Linked DNA regions of Camelus bactrianus: region 2 is linked to region 1. Evidence: chromatin contacts called from public Hi-C data. All regions are on one chromosome and are shown on one strand. Each heading gives the region's core, a stretch centred on a gene start, on an enhancer-like site or on the middle of the called end of the contact. The rest is flanking DNA. Distances are from core to core; before and after follow the strand shown.

Region 1 (5,946 bases), core at 462-2,961:
TGCATTTCTGGCAGAGGTTGAAATTTTAATTGCGTTACATATTAAGCCCGTTTGGTGGTGTGGCCTAGCATAACTGACTCCATTTGGGGCCTGCAGTTTTCTTTTTAGTCATATGAATCACTCGACTGGTACTGGAATGAATGAGCGTATTTTTGGCTGATCAGTTTGAAGAACAACTGTAGGTCTATCCAACTGTAGGTCTGTCCAACTGTTACCTGAAAACAGGGTTTGCCTCTTGGTGTCAAGCCAAATGATACATCCAAGTCAAAGAGCAGGAGAAGGAAGGATTTATTACAGCAAGTAAGAAAACACTGGGGATATTTCCTAAAGCAGTGTCTCCTGGAAAAGCAAAATTGAGGAATTTTTAAGCCAAGGGTACATGCATATTCATGTGGGGGTGGAGCAGACAAGAATTCAGTCTAGAGTTGGGGCAAAGGTTGACAGAGTCCAAGTTTTAGTTGATTGGAGTCACGAGGCTCAAGAAAGGTCAAAACCATCATTCCTTAAGTACAGCTGATCTTGTGACTGACTGCTGGAGTGGGGCAGGGTGAGGGTGAGGGGCTTGAATTCTGCAAATCACCTCAAGAGCATAATCCAGGCTAATCTTTACCAACAGTTATTATCTTTGCCATTGTTACTTCTCTTGCCTGGTAACAGTCATTTGTTCCTGCATTCTTTTGTTTCCTTAAGACCATTAATTACTGAGACCTGTTTAAAGGCAAGCGTTGTGGCCAGGCTTAGATCACAAAATGACCTGGGCCAGAAATGGCTTATCTTTTGCTTGACAAAGCCATGCTTGATTCTCTTCTACTGTATTTGCTTACACAACCCACCCAAGTGCAACACTGAACATATTGATTTTATAGGCCAGAATGCAATAGCAAAAAGAGCTGGTACATGCTTCAGGGTATACTAGACCACATGCTGCAAACAAATGCTGCCAAAGAAAAGGCTTGGTTGAATTCTGGCTTTGACAACTGTCTGAAGTATTCCAGAGGCAGGACAGGTTTGCCCACAACCTTACCTGTCCCTGATGGTGTCAGTTTCCACTGCGTTCTCAAGACTCCAAGGTCTGTGGCTCCAGCCTCCGCCTCTGCTGGGCCATGTCCTGCAGACGTCTTAAGTTCAGGCAAATCCAAAACGGAGTGAGTGAACCCCCTTCACTCCAAACCTAGCCTGACTCTCCCAATTTCACTGTCCAAGCCGGCAAGCCGAGAGTCATCCCTGACACCATCCCCTCACCCGCCAATGCGGTCACGCCAGTCCAGTCACCTCCCAGGTGTCTCAATCCACTCCTATCCTTGGCGTCATTCCTTCAGTTCCGGCTTCAAGTCTCACCTGGACCGTTGCAATAGCCTCGGGACTTCAGTCCTCATCTCCAGTTTTCAGCTCCCTGCTGTCTCCGCTTATCGCAGGAGCCAGAGTGATCTTTCTAACATGCAAATCTGAAAACGACTCCCCTCCTTAAGGTTCTTCCCTGGCTCCCTCCTGGAGGGAGAAAGCCAGGCGCCTCAGTTGAGCAGCCGGTTGCCGGGTGTGGAGTGGGAATGGAGGCGTTCCATCTAGGGCCTGGGTTGAGTACTTCGGACAGGCTTCCAGGCGGAGGAGGAAGGACCCGCCCGGACCGAGGCCTGGGAGGCAACAGAAGCCCCGGGGTGTGAGCTGGGGCTGAGGGCGGGGCCCTGAGCTGGCCGGGCGACTCGCGGCCTCCGGACGACAGGGGGCGGCCTCGCCGGCGGCGGCTCTGGTCCCGGGGCTCCGCGCCTTTTAGGACCACAGCGGCGACCTCGGGCGGCGGGCGCGTCGGCCGGGCATGGCGGCGTGGAGCCCGGCCGCGGCGGCGCCTCTACTCCGCGGGACCCGCGGGGTGAGCGCGGGCGGGGACCGGGCTGCTTTCCCCGGGCGGGAGCGGCGCGGGCCGGCCGCGGGGCCGGGGCTGCAGAACGCGCTCGCGGAGGGCGGCGCGCCGGGCCGGGGCTTCCCCTGCCTTTCTCTCTCAGTCATTCATTCGTCGGTTCGTCATTCTGGGGGTCCGGCTGCGGGCGTTCGGAGAAGTGTCAGGCCCGGCGCGCGCTGGGGGAGCTCGCGAACCGGGTTGGGGGTGGAGGGCGAGGGGAGCAGACAAGGAAACAGTCACAACACAGCGGGCGCGGGAAGGCAGCGCTGACTTACCGATCCGAAGACGTGGGAGTCAGAGCCCGGAGTCGCGGCGTGCGTGCCGGGGACTGTGGCTGGGGCGCGGCTCCGGAGCGTCCGCCCGGCTTCTGTGACCTTGACCCTCCCCAAATCCCACACTCCCGGAGTAGGAGGCCAGCAGAGGGCACTCACTGCGCGCTCTCTCCTCCTTTCTGATGCATCCTTTTCCTGCCTTCATCCACTTCTTTGGCTTTCCGCTCACGTCCCGCCTTCTCTGGGACCTGCCTCTGCAAGCATGAAGAGCAGTTCTGCTGGTGACTTTCAGCGTGGACAGTCGGCACTCCGGAGATTTTTGTCAATAGATTGCTAGTTCAAGGCCGCTGCCTGCAAATCAGCTAAGATGAGAGAAGGCTTTCCCCGAGGAGTCAACGGTGCTACCACCCTCACCCCTTAGTGATTGCTGCTTCTGCCTGCCACCTGGCTACCCTCTGCCTTTGCCCTCCAGGGCCCTGTCTTCAGAAGAGGTCCCACTTCCCTCCTCAGTCTTACACAGGCCCACAACATAAAGTTTCTGTCCCTCTGTACAGCACTGTCTCCCTCCAGATCTTTCTCCTGACCTGCATTTCAGCTGCCCCTGGAATCGGGACTTATTTGCGGGTTCACAGTAGGTATGCCCTGAATATGTGGTTCTTTCCCTGCTCATCCATCCATCCATCCATCACCGGAGTCCTCCTGAGTGCCTGCCCTGGCTCAGCTCTGGAAGACCACAGTAACAGGACAGGCTCAGTCTTGGCCTCTGAAGACTGGTTGGCAAAGAGTTAGTGCGCAGGTGACTTTAAAAAAAGTGCTCCGAGAGTCTGTGACACAGGTCCTGGTCTGGGCCGTCAGGAAAGGCCTGCGGATGGGCAGCACTGAGCGGGTGAAGGCACGGTACCTTCGGCACCAGCGCTTAATGAACAGCGCTCCACCCACCATCCTCCTTCAGTCACTTCCTTTGTAATGCTTCTCTCATCTGGTCATCTTTCCTGACTAGCTTCAAAAGGTACTGTTACTTGGGCACCAAGGAGCCTGTCTAACAAAGTCCAAAATCTTTGGCCTGACATTCAAGGCCTGCCATGCTCTGTTTTCAGTCTTGCTTTTCAGCATGTGCTCAACCCAGCCAAGGGGCCTCCGACTGGTTTTCTGCTCCTTCACCCCTAAGTGTTGAGACACATTCCCATCAGAAGCACTGGCTCCTTATGGCAGACACTGGGAGAGGGGAGAGTGTTGCAGCCAATGGTGAATAATCTAAAAATGTTTATCCTTCAGGTTTCTTTACTAGAGTTCTGTCTCTTCTCCCCAGTAGAGTTGCAAAGGGTAGCTGGCTCGCTGAGCAGTAGGTCACAGGGTTACATCCCCGCTGGAGAGAGTGTGGAATGTTAATCAGGCCTAAAGGATGGGTGACATCTGGCCCCATCAGTGCATAGGCAGTGGCACACTGGCCTAGCGGGGCAAGCCTGAGCCGGGATGCCCAGCCTCTCCTGGCTCTGCATCTTGCTAACGGATCCAGCCTTGGGCACATTACCAGTGCTTCAGTTTCCTCACTTATAAAATTGCCATCACATGATAGTGTCTCTCTCACAACATGACCATGAGGAGTTAAACATCTCTTGAATTCAGTTTGGGGCCTTATTGTCTCGAGTCAGAAGTGAGTTATTTACAGTTCCACTCCCCTCTCAAAAAGAAGTTTATTCCATATCCTGGGGAGCTTAAATGGACATGGGTCACCAGGCAGTCCCTCTGACTTGGTCCAGGGCCCTGCCTTGCAGGGGGCGGGCAGGCGGGTCCTGCGCAGTGACTCGCCTCTGTTCTGTGACAGCTTCCTCTTCTCCACTGTGCCAAGCGGATGTTTGCCTCGCAGACCGAGGGGGAGCTCAAGGTGACCCAAATTCTCAAAGAAAAGTTTCCTCGAGCTACAGCTATCAAAGTCACCGACATTTCAGGTAAGGCTCTCTCATCTTTCCCACGGAGTCTGGTAGGATTTTACTGCTGGATGGGCAGAGGGCAGGGGGCTCAGGGGAAACTTGCCATCAGTGGCTTCTCAGCTTGTGTAGCTTTTGGACAGATAGAATTCAGCCCCTCCCACCTGATGGAGTGGAGGTGGGGGTGTCAAAACATCAGAGGGAAACTGGGGACAAGGCTCAGCTGTGAGGACTCATGGTTACCAGTCAGGCCCAGCTCAGATGGGGTCCCTGTCAGTCACCCTGGGTCCACAGGTCCACAATCTTTAATTTGACTTCAAGATAAGCCTTAAATTTCCCCGCATTCTTCTGACACCTTAGAATGTCAGAGTTGGAACAGACCCCAGGAAGATTTTGTTCTTTTGAGGAACACAGTTGCCTCATTTTCCCCATGAGGAGATGACCCCAGAGAGTCCCAAGAACCTGGCCAGCCCCTCATGAGGAGGAGGCAGCAGAACCAGGACCCAGGACAGACTCTGTCCTGAGCCCAGTTACCAGCCACAACCAGGTCCTGCCTTTCCCAAATGGCTGCTGGCCCCTCAGAAGTTCAGGCTGACTCTGAGTTAGGAGTAGGCTGGGAAGTCAGCTTCTGCACCCACAGGTTGGAGAAGATAAGGCCCTTATCTAGACTCATATGGAACTGCTGGCCAGTGGTGGCGAGGTGGGCATCCACCTGCATCTCTCCCCACCCAGACGCGGTCTTTGTCACTCTGCATTGCCTGGAGGGCTCCCTGGCTTCTCTGACAACATCACGTTTACAAAGATTGGGAGAAAGCTTAGAAAGTAGTTTTTATTCCAGAAACGACAGGAAATTAACCAAGCTAAAGATCTGTTGGATTGGTAGGTTGGGTGAGACCCTTCAGGGGTCCCAGGGCAGTGCTGAGGTCTTGATGTCACCAGTCCTGGATGTGCCCCAGGCCCAGTTTGGGCAGAGTTGGAACTTGACCTCCAGTCTGGCTCTGCTCAGCCCTAGGTAGAGTGCAGAAAGGGAATCAGGCCAGGAACCTCCTAGGTAACTAGAGAGAATCTTAACAGCGCCCACTGAAGCACTTGTCATGAAACAGCCTGATGTTAAGAGCACTGGGGACGTTTTCTTGCCCACACTGTTTCGTGCTAGAGCGGCACATTTATTATCAGTCATCCAGCCTTGTGGAGACAAAGTGTGGGCTGGGGGTAGATGGGTCCCATACAAGCTCTGCCTTGAGAGCGTCCCCAGAAAGCCGCCCCCTCCCTGCCGCAGCCCAGGATGCTCCAGGGGCCATTCTGTCTTTAGCTAGTTTATTGTGATGCTGTGTCCCCGTCTCTCTCAGGCTTCCTTGTTCCTGTTCTTTGGGATAGTATTACACACAGTTTTCAAACCGATGTTAGCGTATTTTTGCATTTTTAACAATACCGACTGCTGGTCCTTTGGAAGGTGGAATACTAAAATTCAGTCCCTCTCACCCTCTTCCATGGCATTTGCTGGCTTCATAGAAGGAAATACTAGGGTTTGTTTGTTTGTTTGTTTGTTTTGTTTTGTTTGGGGGTTAGGGGGAGGTACTTAGGTTTATTTATTTATTTTAATGGAGGGACTGGGGATTGAACCCAGGACCTCATGCATGCTAAGCATGTGCTCTGCCACTGAGCTGTACCCTCCCCACTAAAAGGGAATACTAGGAAAACCTCCATTTCCTAGGTTTTGCATGCTGTGTGCCTTATCTTTTCTACCCCAGAAGCAATGATCCTGGGTACTGCAAATGCCTTACAAAAGGAGGAGCTCGTTTTGGATCCTCCTACCAGGAGGACGTGATCTGTTTCTAACAGCCTTAGC
Region 2 (5,747 bases), core at 795-3,294, 260 kb after region 1:
ACACCAAAGCCCCATCATCCCAGCACAGCCTAGTACAGTGTTTATCCCACAAACCTCTACCTTACGAAGAAATTAAGAGAATACCATGTGTTGTGGCTCATATTAAGTAAGATTTCTTTCCCTTGAGAAGCCTGAGCCCCTCAAGGAAGCCCGTATCACAATCATAAAAGGCTTGGCACACACGCAAAAACCCATAATCCCTGTGCCATAATTCGGTGGTACAAAGAGTGTAACTATGAGCTACAAGGGGTTCAGCTCTACCCTTTGTGTTAATCACTCCCTGTCATTAGGTGGCCCTGCCCTGGGCATCATAAAAAGAGGGACAGTATCTTATATTTTTTTCACTACTTCTCCTCCCAGCTACCAACTTCCATCCACCTCAGTACCTGACAGAGTATATGCAATGAACTTTCATGATGATTGTTAAATGACTTCAAGTTTCATCATGTTAATTTAATCTGAGAGTAACTGACGTTTCTCTGTATTTTCTCACACTTGAGCACAAGGTTAGTTGGGGAACTGATGTGGGAATGAATGCTCATAAACCTAACTCTGCTCAAGAAACCACTCTTCTAGTCAATCTACAACATCATTCATCATTTCAGGGCAAGGAATTCAGAGCTAGAAAACATTTACTGAAATTTATCTTCAAAGACTAAGCACTCTTTGAATAACAAAAGGACACAAAGGTAACTTGAAATGCAAAAAACAAACCAACAAAAAACCTGGGAGTTTCCCTCCCCCCTCCCCGAGTCTCAGTAATTCTACAATCTTTCTTGATATTGTTGCTGTTAGAATCAGATTCCAACTTTTAATCAGGTATCACTCTACATCATTTCCAAAAAGAATCCGAGTATTTAAGGGAGGAGGGTATAGCTCAGTGGTAGCGTGCATGCTAAGCATGCACTAGGTCCTAGGTTCAATCCCCAGTACCTCCATTAAAAAAATAAATAAACAAACCTAATAACTACCTACCCCCCACAAAAAAAAATTTTTTTTTTAAATCTGGGTATTTGATTACATTACACTGAATTACAGCACACCCTAACCAGCATGCTGTAGAAAACACAAGCTGTCGTAGATTTTGGAATTCAAGGCCCTGTGTCAGCTGGCCCCGTTTTGTCCTTCCAATCTTAAAACCTTACTAGTTCCCCGCTGAGATGTTTTTCTTCAGTCAGGATTGTTACCTGCCCAGAAATCCTCACATTTCAGTTTCATTGTCTACCCGCTGTTTTTGCTTTCCATTCCAACTCCTCCCTCAGAGATGGTCTTCTCTGGGCCAATTCCATCTCTAGGTCACACTTCCCTCCACCAAGTGTCTTCTCAAACACCCTCACTAGAGTGCAAAAGCTCTGAGGACTACCAGAGATGTAACGACACTTCATCTCCTGCAGGAGCCTTTTCAGGGACTCAGAAAGCGGCTAGCATATCTAAAACCTCCCTAAGTTGCTTATTTAGTAAACTGAGGGCAGAGCCCATCAAAGCTAACTGAAGCATACATAGAAAGCTTGTTGTTGCTTCTCAGTACCTCCCGGGAGACGATGATCTTTTGGTCAAGAATGCAACCCCCTCCCGAGGCCAGCAAGCGATGCCCGGGACTACAGGGCTGAGCAACACTCCAGAGAGGGGAGGCAGCATCCGCAAAAAAGGGGAGAAGGTGGGAAAGATGAGGCGAAAGGAAGTAGCAGCAATAAGCGAAAGGGGCGTATACAGCGGAGAGGGATCTCTGGGAAACTGCGTGAGGCCCCCTTCTCAAAGGCACGCAAAGCCCAAGTTGTTAACACCGGGCAAAATTATCGAAGGTTTTCGGGTCTTTTGCGTGAGGTAGTTGGGGCCGCGCCGGCCCGGCTGGGGACGGGAGCCGGCAGGGGCCTCGCGCGCGGCGAGCCGGGCAGGAGGCGCGGGAAGGAGAAGGCCGCAGGCCCCACACTCACGGCGGCCGCTCGCCGTCACAGTCCGACCACCCTCAGCGTCCCCGGCGCCACCACACTCCAGGGACCCTTTCCCACCTGTCCCCGCGGACGACACCCGGAGCTTCCGGAAACGTCACGTCCGGCGCCCGCCCCGCCCCCTCCCTCTAATAGTAAAGAACTGAGGACCCCTGGCGGCGGCTGGTGGGCGGGGCTAGAGCTGCCACCTGCTGTGGGTGGGTGGGAACCACCAATGAGGAGCGAGCTGGGCGCGGCCATTTTGGTAAAGGAAGATCAACGAGAAAGAAGTGGGAAGCAGGTGGGCAGAGGATCCGATGTCCAAGCTAACTTGTTTTTAGATTAGTACAGACACAGTAAACGGATCAGGACATTCCTTCCATGCGAAAGTCTACCCAAGTTGTAATAAACATCCCTTAGAAAAGCCTCAAAAGTGTGCCATCAGATAAAATCTACCACATAAATCATACATTTATTCGAATTAGTCTCTGGTAACGTCCATGCTTACCCCATGTCCTCACATTTATGGGTGCGTTAAATGTTTACGTTGTTACAGAACCAAACTTGGGTCCATTTGCCTGCCCAGTAAAGCCAATCTACTGACATAAGGTTGTGGGGAAGGAAAGTGCAGCCTTTGCTGCAGGGAGCCAAGCAAGTCTCCTGCTCCATTGCATTAGGTTATGTCAGTCCTAAAAGCTACCTTGTCCCAGTTCTTGGCAGAAAACTGTATGAACTTTACCAAAATTGGTTGCATGTTGATCTCTATCCCCAGAAGCCTATCGATGTCCTATATACACTACTAAGAATGTATGAATAAATATCATTGGAAAACCACGAGGTAAGTTGTGTTTTTAGTTTTATTTTTATTGCTAAATACATATTCTCAGGTCTTATCTATGTGGAAATTTGCATACTCTGAATTTTCATTCACTTATTTTTTTAGAAATTACTCAACTCTCAGTGCTTCATTTCACCTTAATTTTGTGCACTGCCACATTCAAAAACTCAATGTCCAGTTCTGTTTTAAACCTTTGTGGCCAGAGAGGTAGGCCACATTGGACTCATTGGCTGTTAGGGTCCATTCTGGTTAGTGGCAAGGTTTTCAGAGGAGAAGCATTTGGGGAGATGAGCAGTCATTCTAGCGGTTTCCACTAGTAGGATCTAAAAGTAAATTTCATGTTGTAAACTTTAGCACACCACTTTAGCCTCTCAAGTTCTTTTTTTGGATACTGGTTAAATCATTAACCTTTTTTTTTAGCGTTATATTGCAACAAAATTTTACCTGTAAATTTGAAAAGCATGTTTTCTATAATTATTTCCTTTTCAAACCGAAAGATGTTCAAAGCTTCATTAAAGAAAGATTTCTGCAGCTTGCCACCAGAGATTTCTCTGTTTTCATGGGTTAACATTCTGTTGAGATTATAGAATTTGAGATTACCATCACATAGAAGCAGGTGCACATTTGTTTTAGGTTAGCAATGTTAGTTCTTGGTCATCATGATATTCATTAAATGTTTTAACATTTATAACCTATTTCAATACCTAATCTGAAGTTTATTTAAAATGACATTTGAATTTGTCCCTTGCCTCAATGTATGCAGCCTTATAATGTTTTAAAAATATTAGTAGACTATTTAGCATTGTCTGGAAATATTATATCAATATGCATGTGTTCTCAACCACTAAATAAATCAATGAATTTGCTTGCTTTTGATTGCTGCAAAAATTTCAAGTATTTTTCTACACATGATATTTCATAAATGAATGTGCTTGACAAGTGTTAAACTCTTTAAAGCTGAAATTCAAACCCATTTGCTTTGGAGTCTGATTTGCATTACCCCATAATTTAATTGTGTTGTTCTATTGCTTTCCAGAAGAGTATCTACAATTTCTTTAAACTCTAAAAATAGTTACCGTAATAAAAAAGTGATCTGCCTTACTGTATTGTTAACTTAAAGTTTTGAATCTTATGAAAGAAATACTATTTTGATTTTGGTTAGGGGTTTCCTGGCAGATAGCCCCTCTATCACACTCACATAAATCCAGCATTCAAAGAGGGATTGCTAATGTGACTATCTGGGTAAACTTGCCAAGTTTTCTAAATCAGGGAAAAGAAAACTTCTTCTGAGAATTTCAGCTTGTTTGTGTTACTTTCTACACAAAACTGATGGCCTGAGTTATTACAGAATTGCTTTTTTTTTTTTTTATTTTGGCTAGGAAAGAACATAAGACTAACTTTTTAATGTCACACCACCAATAAAAAAAATATTGAAAATGAGTGTTTTATCTCACAGGGTCAAAGTGCAAAGCAATGGGGACACAAATATCTGTATGACACAGTTTCTGCCCCTGCAACCAGGACAAGGTGGTTATTGACACCAAATAGAGAATGGCATGAATACATGCACAGCCTCTTTCCAAAAAGGTCCTGCAAGACTGCTAGTCATTCTGTCTCAGGAAACTTTGTATATCAGCAATCTGAACCTTTATGCTTTGGTTTAAAAGTTCAACTCTGGGCACATTTTAACCTCCAAATTTTAGAAGCCTTCCTGTAAGTTTGTTGGTATAATGACATGACCTATCCTTCAAGGTCTAGCTTAAAGCCCCTGCATGGTGTTACCTCCTCCACCAGGCCAGTGTCCAGATCTCTAATTTCTCTCACTTTCTGTTGTGTATATTTCTCTTGGATTTCCCTGGAGTGATTCTGTGTGGGCATTGGGAAGCACTTATCAGATTCTTTCTCCACTACAAGCATAAATATGCATGTCAGTACTAGGATCCTCTAGAAGGGGAGGAATGAAAGCCTTTTCTGACTTGCTCAGAGCTCTATACCCAGTGCCCAGAACAGCTTGGGACCCCAGATGACACTCAGTGAAGATCATTGGATGTTCAAATGTTGTTATATAAATGCTGACCCTAAAATGAATTTCAGGGATGGATAGCCAATCATGGTGATAACTGAGATGAACAATGAAGAACAGTGGCCATTATGCTCTTGGGACCAAATCTTCTTTACAGGACAGTAGAACGAGGAGCAGAATGTTCCAAAGCTAGGTGCCTTCATTCAATGAGCAAATTTTTATTAAGTACCTGTCGTGTTCATAGATCTATGTCAGGCCATGAGTCTACAATAATGAAAAGAAAAACTCAGTTTCTGTTGTTTGAAGACCCTCGTAGACTAGGGCTGAGAGTCATCAGAAGGAAAACAATCTTTTTAAATTTTTTTCCTTTTTCAGTTTTATTAGATTGAATTGTTACAATTTGACAGCACATATACAATGTATTGCATGTAAATACATATACACAGTATACTGCACATGTTTTTTAATTTTGCATATAAGTACTGTTCATTGTTTCTAAGAACGTTTAGAGCTTTAGTTTTTTAAACTTACATAGCTATCAAAGGAATAAAAGCCAACCACGAAATAAGAATAAATTCAAAAGGATATATACACCCTGCTATTAACAGCAACATTATTTATAATTGCTAAGATATGGAAGCATCCTAAGTGCACATCAATAGATGAATGGATAAAGAAGATGCAGCATATATATGTAATGGAATACAACTCACCCATAAAAAAGAAGGCTATTTTGCCATTTGCAGCCCTTCATTCACTTTTTTTTCCCACTCCCCAAACCAGAATTTTATAACTAGCATAAACATTTCCATTGCATCAAAAAAGAACAATATACCTAGAAATAAACTTAACCAAGGAGGTTACCTACACTCTGAAAACTGTAAAACACAGATGAAGGAAATTGAAGATGATACAAAAAAATGGAAAGATATCTTGCGATCTTGGATTGGAAGAATCA

Evidence for each region. Hi-C and Micro-C count contacts between places; a contact is called where the count stands out from the background.
Region 2: a contact with region 1 is called in a Hi-C map of liver, with 4 times the contacts expected there. The contact joins the promoter of STAMBP here to the promoter of BOLA3 in region 1. A contact is called at or near these places in 2 of 2 Hi-C or Micro-C datasets (blood and liver).

Annotation. Positions count from the first base shown.
Region 1 is chr15:67,538,158-67,544,103 of ASM4877302v1, forward strand. BOLA3 (bolA family member 3) reads left to right here and starts at 1,712. Exons shown (of 4, transcript XM_074341349.1): 1 at 1,712-1,867; 2 at 3,995-4,118. The coding sequence starts at 1,814. LOC123616138 (a long non-coding RNA gene) reads right to left here and starts at 2,311. Exons shown (of 2, transcript XR_012499021.1): 1 at 2,173-2,311; 2 at 265-2,036.
Region 2 is chr15:67,794,590-67,800,336 of ASM4877302v1, forward strand. It overlaps STAMBP (STAM binding protein), which reads right to left and starts at 2,045. Exons shown (of 11, transcript XR_012499027.1): 1 at 1,935-2,045.